Linked DNA regions of Mus musculus: region 1 is linked to region 2. Evidence: chromatin contacts called from public Hi-C data. All regions are on one chromosome and are shown on one strand. The core of a region is the stretch at or near the end of the contact, and the rest is flanking DNA. Distances in the headings are between cores, read along the strand shown.

Region 1 (4,207 bases), core at 812-3,311, 460 kb before region 2:
TAAACTTGAAGAGCTATCTTTTAGAATTTAAGTACCTTGGGCCTTTTTTTGGGGGGGATGTGATTTTTGTAACTCTGTAACCTAGAACACATACCCTTAAAAACAAACAAACAAGCTGCATTTATAGTTTACTAGGACAGTTACCGAAAAGGGTAGGTTTCATTTGTGTCTTAAAAGCGTTTGGCCCTCCTAAGACAGAACTGTCTCATAGAGATGGTGAACACAGGCCATATCGCCTTCTTTCTCATATAGACTTGGTCACTGTCTATTAGCATTGCTCAGTGTGTGCTCAGTGTAAAATATAATTTTCCTAGGGAATGAAAGTCGAGACTGCACTGTCTAGTCTTCTATATTGTGTGTTCATTCATATTACAGTGGATAGTTTGGTTTTATACATGGATTTATTTTAAATTATCTTAAATTATTGCTTTCAGAACTTTGTTTCTTTTCAATACAGGTAAAGAAACAAGTGTATTTGTTAGCAACAAATGAAAACAAACTGCAGCGTCACCTTCCTGCCTTATATTTTCCATCTGTGGCCAAACAGTAAGAGTAGAACAAAGGCAGACTCTGCCGAGTTGAAGGCATTGCTGTCTGCAGCAGAGGGGCCGGTCAGGAGGAAGCAGTGGAAAGCGTTCTGGGAGGTTTGCCTTCTGTGGGCTCTTCCCTGCTTTCCATGCTGTTCTTAGGAAAAAGCAGGGTTCTTTTTTTTCCCCCAAAACTTTAATTTGTCAGAGATTATTTGTAGCCAGTTTTGGTTTTCTCTGTTAAAACATGTTTCGATACTTTAAGCACACCTTCCAGTGACTGCGTTTCAGAGTGGGCTCTTTGGGTAGAAGGATGAACTGTTCGGCTCTGTAAGATCTTACATTTTATTAAGACAAGGATAGATACTTATAACCAGTTATGATATGACAATGCTTTGCTACTAGTCTTAAGAATATCTTCTAGGAAAATGAATAGCACAGTTAATTTTACTAGGGTGAGTGTTGGTTTCCCGGTTCTTTGTTGGTCACTCAGCGTCTCATTCCGATCGTGCGTTTCACATTTGTTACAATGCCATCTTACATTTTCAGGTAGCATTCAAAACGCAGGACTTTTTTTTTTTTAAATAGCAAATGCTTTTAAATGCTTTTTCTTAATGTATTTTTAATATTGTTAACATTGAGTTCTCATCTTTCCCCTTGAAATAGCATATTACATAAAGTGAGAGAATTTATTCTCAGGTGAATTATTTTTGTATCAGCTATTCTTATAAGGTAAAAATTTACTTGTTTTCTATTCATAATGTGTTATATGTACAATTCTCAATGCTGCCCTTTAAGAAAAATGAATGTGCTTATATTATTAATAATAAACTTTAAGAGCTAAAAATCTATGACAGACTTCAGTTTGTATACCAAAATTCATTTAGTGTTCATAATTAGATGTGTGACTTAAATTCAAACTTGAAGCAGTCCTCTGTGCCTAAGATGGTAATATCCCTTAAGGACCCACATAAATGAAGGGATAAGAAAACATTGGGAGGAACTGCAGTTTAATCATACTCAAATTCAACAATAGATAACCAAGAAAAAAAGTAAGAGACTCTTGTTGCTTAGCGAGCCACTGGACATATTCTTCTCATTCTGTCTAGTTGAAAGTCAAAAGAACTTACAACAGCCATTTACCATTTACATGCAGAGCCCTGTGCTGGGGAGGGTGACTATTACCAGAAATGGGGTAATTCCAAAATTATTTATTTAAAAGTGTTTTATTTTTAGTATTACAATTAAAGTTTGCATTTAAAAAATATCTTATTTCTGTCATATGGAAAAAGCCCCAGTTTTTTTCTAACAATATTTTTATTAGTTGTTTTGGCATTTCACATCACGTACCTGATAACACTCACTTTCCTGTCCTCTCAGATCTACCCCACCCTTGTGACCTTCTCCCCAAAAAAGAAGAAGAAAAATTAAAACAAATCCAATTTCTTTTGCAAGAGCAACGTTGGAATAGACAAGGTGGAAAGGTGGATAAACCCTTTGACCGCTAGGTGGCAGCAGAGGGCTACGTGGGAGGGCACCTTCCTAATCCAGGAAGGAAGTTGGGTAAAGAAAGCCTTCTGAGCAGAGGCAGAGCCAGCCAGGCAATCTTGGTGACCAGAGGCTCAATTCTACTGAGTGTGTTGGCTTCATAAGTGCTAGTCTGTTTGGGGAGTAGTGACAGGACTCAAGAGAAGACATGAAGGACAAGAAATGTGAAGCAAGCCAGCAGACAGCCTCAGCCGTTTGTCAAACTGAAAGCAAAGGATTACAAATACAGTCGTCATAGGTTTTGTAGGCTCAACACAGGGAGTAAATCACTGGTTTTCAGTCCCTCTTTTGATGCCTTTAAGAAGTCACAAAACCGGGCTGGAGAGATGGCGGGCCATTAAAGGCTAGGCTCACAACAAAAACATACGAAGTCACAAAACCAAATTTTCAGGTATTCTACAAAATAGTCTTGAAGGATATTTTATTTATTTGTCTGTTTACTTATTTTATGTGAATGAGTGTTTTGCCTGTATGTATGTGTGTGCACCACGTGCACGCAATGCCAGCAGAGGCCAGAAGATGTTAGTTAGCATCCCCAGAATGAAGTTACAGCCAGCAGTGAGCTTCCGTTTGAGAGCTGGGAACCGAGCTTGAGTCCTCTAGAGGGGCAGATGCACTCTTAACCTCTGAGCCAGCTCTCCAGCGCGTGATCAGGGAATCTCAGCACTTCTCATTCAAGCGCAAATATATTGATAACTTACAAAACTGGGAGGTAGATTGGCAGAGATGGGCAACAACAACAACAACAACAACAAACCCTTAAAAAGGGATTTTGGGGGCATCACCTTTGTTAGAGAGGTCACTGCAGTCTCCAGTTTGTTTTTTTTTATTTCTCAACTGCTACTTTCTATAGTAAAGCCAGTATTATTTATGCATTTGAAATAGATTTATTATTTCTCTTACAGAGTCATTTTAAAGATTTAGCTGGTAATTCTTACAGTGAGAGACTCAAGATCACAGTGATAGAAAACAATGCCATTTTCTTGGACTGTCTGAAATCTAACTTCTAACCATTTGAAGATATTTGACTTCATTCAAGTTCCATGCTGGGGACAGGAGCCTGGAGGGTGGCAGTCAGAAGCGTCCTTGGTGTGATCCTGAGAAAGAAGGTTGTGTAGCAAAATGTCTTTACTTGAAGATACAGAGAAAGAATGTAGGGAATCATGACATGTTGTGGCTAGTGATAAACAGGTTATGTAGGGGAAAGAGGAAACATCTCTTAGCCTCAGCTACAGGGGCGATGTGGGGGCTGCGGCGACAAAGCCATAACACACGGAAGATAAGCTTGGCATCTCTGCTGAAAGACTGGCGGTAATTCATAAATCCAGTGAGATGATACAGTATTTCAGTGACTCCTGCATGGCAGGCCAGTGTTGGAAAAGAAATCCATTATGCTGCTGCTTATATCTAATGGTATAGCAAGGTACCATCTTGAGAAGAGGGCCTACTGTTTGAGACTGAGATACTTTGGAGAGAGAATGGAACAGCTGCAATTGAAGGAGTCTGGTGCCTCGGTGTCTAGGTAGGCAGGAGGCACGAGGCATAGCCACGGAGCAGGGAATAGTCAGACATCAACAAGCTGAGTGTAATTGTAGGGCTAAACTACAGAAGGCATGGTAGCCTGCCCAATCTGGAACAAGGACAAAGCTGTTGCGTATAATTACTAAAAAACAATCCACGCTATTGGCGCATAGCCCAAGGCCGCATAATTCCCCTTGCCAAGGCCTCTCCCACCAACGCTGGCTCTGCCTCTCTAGAGCTCCGAGATAGCTCTCTTGGTTCCCATGGGTAGCTGTGCCAAACCCACTCAGCACTTCCAAATTTCCATGGCTGGCCAGGGGGGCACTGTCGCCGATCCATGCTCCTCCGCTACCTTTTCTCTATAACCTAGTCCTTGCCTAATTTTCCCATCCCAAAGTCTGACTGAATTCCGCCTCGGCTAAGTTCTTTCCCTCTGGCCCACCTGAGTTGCTGCAGAATGAAAAACACCAGACAAGCTTAGTTTAGAATCAACAGATAAAACAACTGCTGGGCGTGGAATCTGTCATCCTAAATTCATCATCTATTCTAAGTTAGAAATCTTCTGGTAGCAGATCCTGATGGCACCAAACACTTCCTGGTATACATCTTGT
Region 2 (3,981 bases), core at 289-2,788:
AGTCCTCAAGGAGAACTGGGTCGGGGGAGGCAAAGAAAAGATGACCTGCAGCAAAAGTGAAAGGAAAGGGGGCGGAGATCCTTTATCTTGGGATAAAAGCTTTGGCTTTAAAGCCAAGGAGGCAAGAAATCATCAATGCTTTGAAGGTGATGCTCGAATCAAGGGTTGTATCCATCTCCTATCAGTCACCTTCTAAGGACCTCCCAGGACCCCACAGCTTTTCTACTGCCATGTACATCCATATTGATTCTCTCCCAGCTTTCCTAGTGTATCTTTCTCTCCAATTCTGTTTAGGGACTGTCTTAGGGTTTTACTGCTGTGAACAGGCACCATGACCAAGGCAAGTCTTATAAAGACAACATTGAATTGGGGCTGTCTTACAGGTTCAGAGGTTCAGTCCATTATCATCAAGGCAAGAGAATGGAAGCATCCAGGAAAGCATGGTGTAGGCAGAACTGAGAGTTCTACACCTTCATCTGAAGGCTGCTAGTGGAAGACTGACGTCCAGGCAGCTAGGGGTCAGGGTCTTAAGCCCACACCCACAGTGACACACCTACTCCAACAGGACCTCCTAATAGGGCCACTCCCTGGGCCAAGCATATACAAACCACCACAGGAACCAAGTTCCCCCTAGCTTTCCTACCTCTACACTACACATCCTTTATGCAGTCAACACAGTGACAGGAACTTCAGACAGAGCTGTACATGGAAATCACATTCTGTCTTTCACTCAGCAAATACTTGCTGACCACCTACTGTGTGTCAGGCACTGCTCCAAGAACTGAAAACATTCTGGAGAATAAAACCAATTAAAAAATGGTCAGAGGCTTGAAGATAATGTATTATCCAGTCTCCAAGGCATCCTATCTTTGCAGAGAACAGTTCTGTTGGGGGGCGGGGGTGTTGAGCATCCTTCTCATCTGCAGGTGGTCCCATCTGGGCCAAGTAAATTTTCTCAGGCAGCTATTAGCTCTCAAGCTCTGAGCAAGGAATGTTTGGGAAATGTTTATCCTTGAGCCTGAGTTCAGAACCCACTCACCATACTTCTTTCAAGTCCGTCTGTGTGTTTGTTATTTACCTCCCACATCAAAGCAACTAGAATTTTCTAACATCTCAGGGTGCCCTCCCACTTCTGACCCAAAGTGTTCAGGAAATCACAGAGCAAGTTTCCAACAGATGCTTTTGCCAGAGCCAAGCAGGTTTCTGTGTCTGTCAACTTACTCTCACTTCATCTCCCAAGCCCGACATAGTGTGGAGGAGGAGGAGTGGGGGCTGGGCAGCCTTGCTGGTTTTTGAGCTAATGAGCTGCAGAAACAAGATCGGCTTCCATTGACTGACACGGAGATGTTAGTATTTCAAATGGAATTGTAGTGTGTGCATGGGCATGTATGTGTATGTATGTGTGTAAGAAAGACAGACAGAGAGACAGAGTCAGAGCCAGGAATGTTTGAAAAAGAAATCGGTTTGCTTGGGAATGTGTGGTTTCCACAGTAATTTTGGAATCTATGTGCAGACAAATGGCAGAGACACAGATTGAAGAGTCCCCAGTCCTCCTCCTCCAAAAGCTGTGTATTGGATGTGACTGATGCCACAAACCTTGCTTAGAATCTGCTTCTGCTTGAAAGTATCAAGGAAAACTTTGGAGACTGTAGATCAAAAAAGCAATGCTCCAATTTATCCAGACTCAGAGTAAGCTCCTCTTTCAGGCCAATATTGCATAACCACACATCCTGGTGGGACATGCCCACTTAGTCTGGGTTGTTTCGCAGAACATGACTGGTTTTTTGGGAAGGAATAGATCTCTGAAAAAAAAAAAGGAGGGCAGTGGATAGACCTGTAACTTTAATTTTTTTCAATGTCTTATTTTTAATAATGGTTCGTAAAGGCTTTCACCTCCCTTGTACACCACCACCCATCAGAGGTAGTGGAAAAGAAAGGATACAGGGGAAGTGGACCTGTAGTGGACCTGCAAAGGTTCTTTGGAGAAACTCCCATTTGTGTTGTTTGGAAATCGGCACTTCAGTTCACAGGGTAGCAGGCAGTGGCAGCTGGATCTACTCACAAACACTTTACAGATACACCAGCAGTCCAGTTTGGTAGAGTCAGGTTAGCAATAGTGGTGGCATGACCTAGCTAGCAGAGACAGTTAAGCCTCAGCCTGAGTCAACAGAAGGGACTAGGAGGGACACCAGGAGAAGTTCTTGGCTGTGCTTCTCTCAAGGAAGCAAAAATCAGCAAAGATGTGAGACAAGTGTTGTACAACTAACTGTACCAGTAAGCCAAGCTCTGTCTCCGTCACTCCCTGGAGACCTATTTTTACCCTCCAAACATCACGTGACCTTGCCTCAGCATAGGTTTTGCCTCAGCATGTGCATCCAATCAGCCCAAGTCCTTGGAAGCGGCAAGAAACTGCAGCACACCACCAGAAGTTTTTGGTGCGGTTTCTCTCTATGGCATCCCAACAAATGCAGCTCAACTACACAGTGTAAGGCAGACCAACACATGCGTGTTGTCAGCAAAGAATCCTTCATTACATGTCTTTTAGCAGAGCATCCTCTATCCTGTGTCTCCTTCAGCAAAACATTTCCTCACAAGTCGGCCTTTCACACCTGTGTCCACGTTAACAATACATTCCTTCACATGCTTGTCCCTGCAAAACACCATCCAAATAACTTTCCAAAGAACCCTTAAGTTTCCACTTCATAGACCCAGGAATAGTGAGTGATCCTCCACATGCATGCTTGTGTGCTGATGGGTAGTTTGCCTCTGATCTCAGGGACCTTGTCTTCTGTGATATAAAATGGAGTTTGCCATGTACCAGTTTCCCTCTGTCTCCTGCTCCCCTGAAATGTGAGGAGCACCAGCCATATACTCATGAAGCTAAGAACTCTGCCATGCCTTCCCCCGCTGTGGCGGACTGTACACTTCAAAGTGTGAGCCAAAATAAGTCCTTCTTCCCTCCAGTTCTATCAGGTTTGTCACAGGGCCAAGGAGCACAACGAATTCATGGAAGATATTGATAGAAGGTTTTTCCTTAAATCCAAACCCAAACCGACCTCTCAGAAGTTGCCATTACCAGTTCCATCATCTGTCTTTTAGAGCCAAATGGGTATGTCCCATAATACATGAGATTCTAGAACAACCCTATGTTCCCAACTAGGTCCACCCTTTGCAAAGACAGTTGTTCCCTCCTTTCATGTGGCTCTAAAGGACAGGGGAGTTTTGCTTTCCTTAGCCCCTTCACCATCCTCCACTCATGAACCACATTTTTCTCTGCTGCCTCCTGCAGCCAACCCTGGAGTTGGAACCAGAGAGTCTGCTAGGACTGGAATGGGGAGAACGCCTATCTCTTGGTTCCAACTCCCCTGTCTGTTGACCTAGGACGTAGCTTTGCTAGCAGATTGGCTCATTACTTCCCAAAGTCTTTATCATTTTCAGATTTCAGTGTTCAAAGACAGAAGGCAGCATGTTCTTGGGTGTGTTATGCCTCTGACAAGGCCATATTTATTAGGTTTGTTTGGTGACTTGTTACTTGGTTAAATTCCATTTGTGCCACACTTATGCCCCAACCCACACTACATCGATAATTCCCAAGAATCTGTACTGAGAAAGAGAGGTGTTTGGCTTTTTCTACATCTACATCCCTTGTCTACATCCATTACAGCTCTAGAGAGGGATCATTCAGCTATCATAATGTGTGAATTATTTGCTCTTTAGTGTTTTAAAAACTCCTTAAAAATAACATGTCATAAGCAGAACGAAGAAACCTATAAAGAAAACCTATGAACTTTTAGGGTTAACTTATAAGGATTTTTAACTACAGAATACCTTCATCTTTGCCCTGTAGTACCATAGTCATAGGAACATTGGATCATTTAGGTCATGTACCTAGAGATAGGCATCTTAGAATTCTACTGGTCATACCCTATTAAGTGAACACAATTAACAAGATATACAGAACAATATATACAAGGCTGGTTG

The links. Hi-C and Micro-C count contacts between places; a contact is called where the count stands out from the background.
Region 1: a Hi-C map of muscle stem cells shows a contact between it and region 2, with 2.9 times the contacts expected there. The contact joins two enhancer-like sites. A contact is called at or near these places in 6 of 39 promoter capture datasets (the 3T3-L1 cell line, cranial neural crest, hematopoietic stem and progenitor cells and 3 more), 2 of 484 Hi-C or Micro-C datasets (muscle stem cells and nephron progenitors), 1 of 115 datasets of contacts at active chromatin or transcription factors (embryonic stem cells) and 4 of 9 other capture datasets (adipose tissue, embryonic stem cells, liver and 1 more).

What each region holds. Positions count from the first base shown.
Region 1 is chr11:110,266,540-110,270,746 of GRCm38.p6, reverse strand. It overlaps Abca5 (ATP-binding cassette, sub-family A (ABC1), member 5), which reads left to right. Exons shown (of 39, transcript NM_147219.2): 39 at 1-1,378. Among named protein-coding and RNA genes, the nearest start is that of Abca6, 17 kb to the right of the region's middle. Within about 2 kb of position 2,061, at least 92 of the 459 cell types and tissues checked have an H3K27ac peak or open chromatin away from gene starts, as enhancers often do. A contact at or near this core is called in muscle stem cells, where this site is marked.
Region 2 is chr11:109,806,943-109,810,923 of GRCm38.p6, reverse strand. The region is part of intron 2 of 1700012B07Rik (RIKEN cDNA 1700012B07 gene); the gene reads left to right. Among named protein-coding and RNA genes, the nearest start is that of Gm11683, 12 kb to the right of the region's middle. Within about 2 kb of position 1,538, at least 6 of the 459 cell types and tissues checked have an H3K27ac peak or open chromatin away from gene starts, as enhancers often do. A contact at or near this core is called in muscle stem cells, where this site is marked.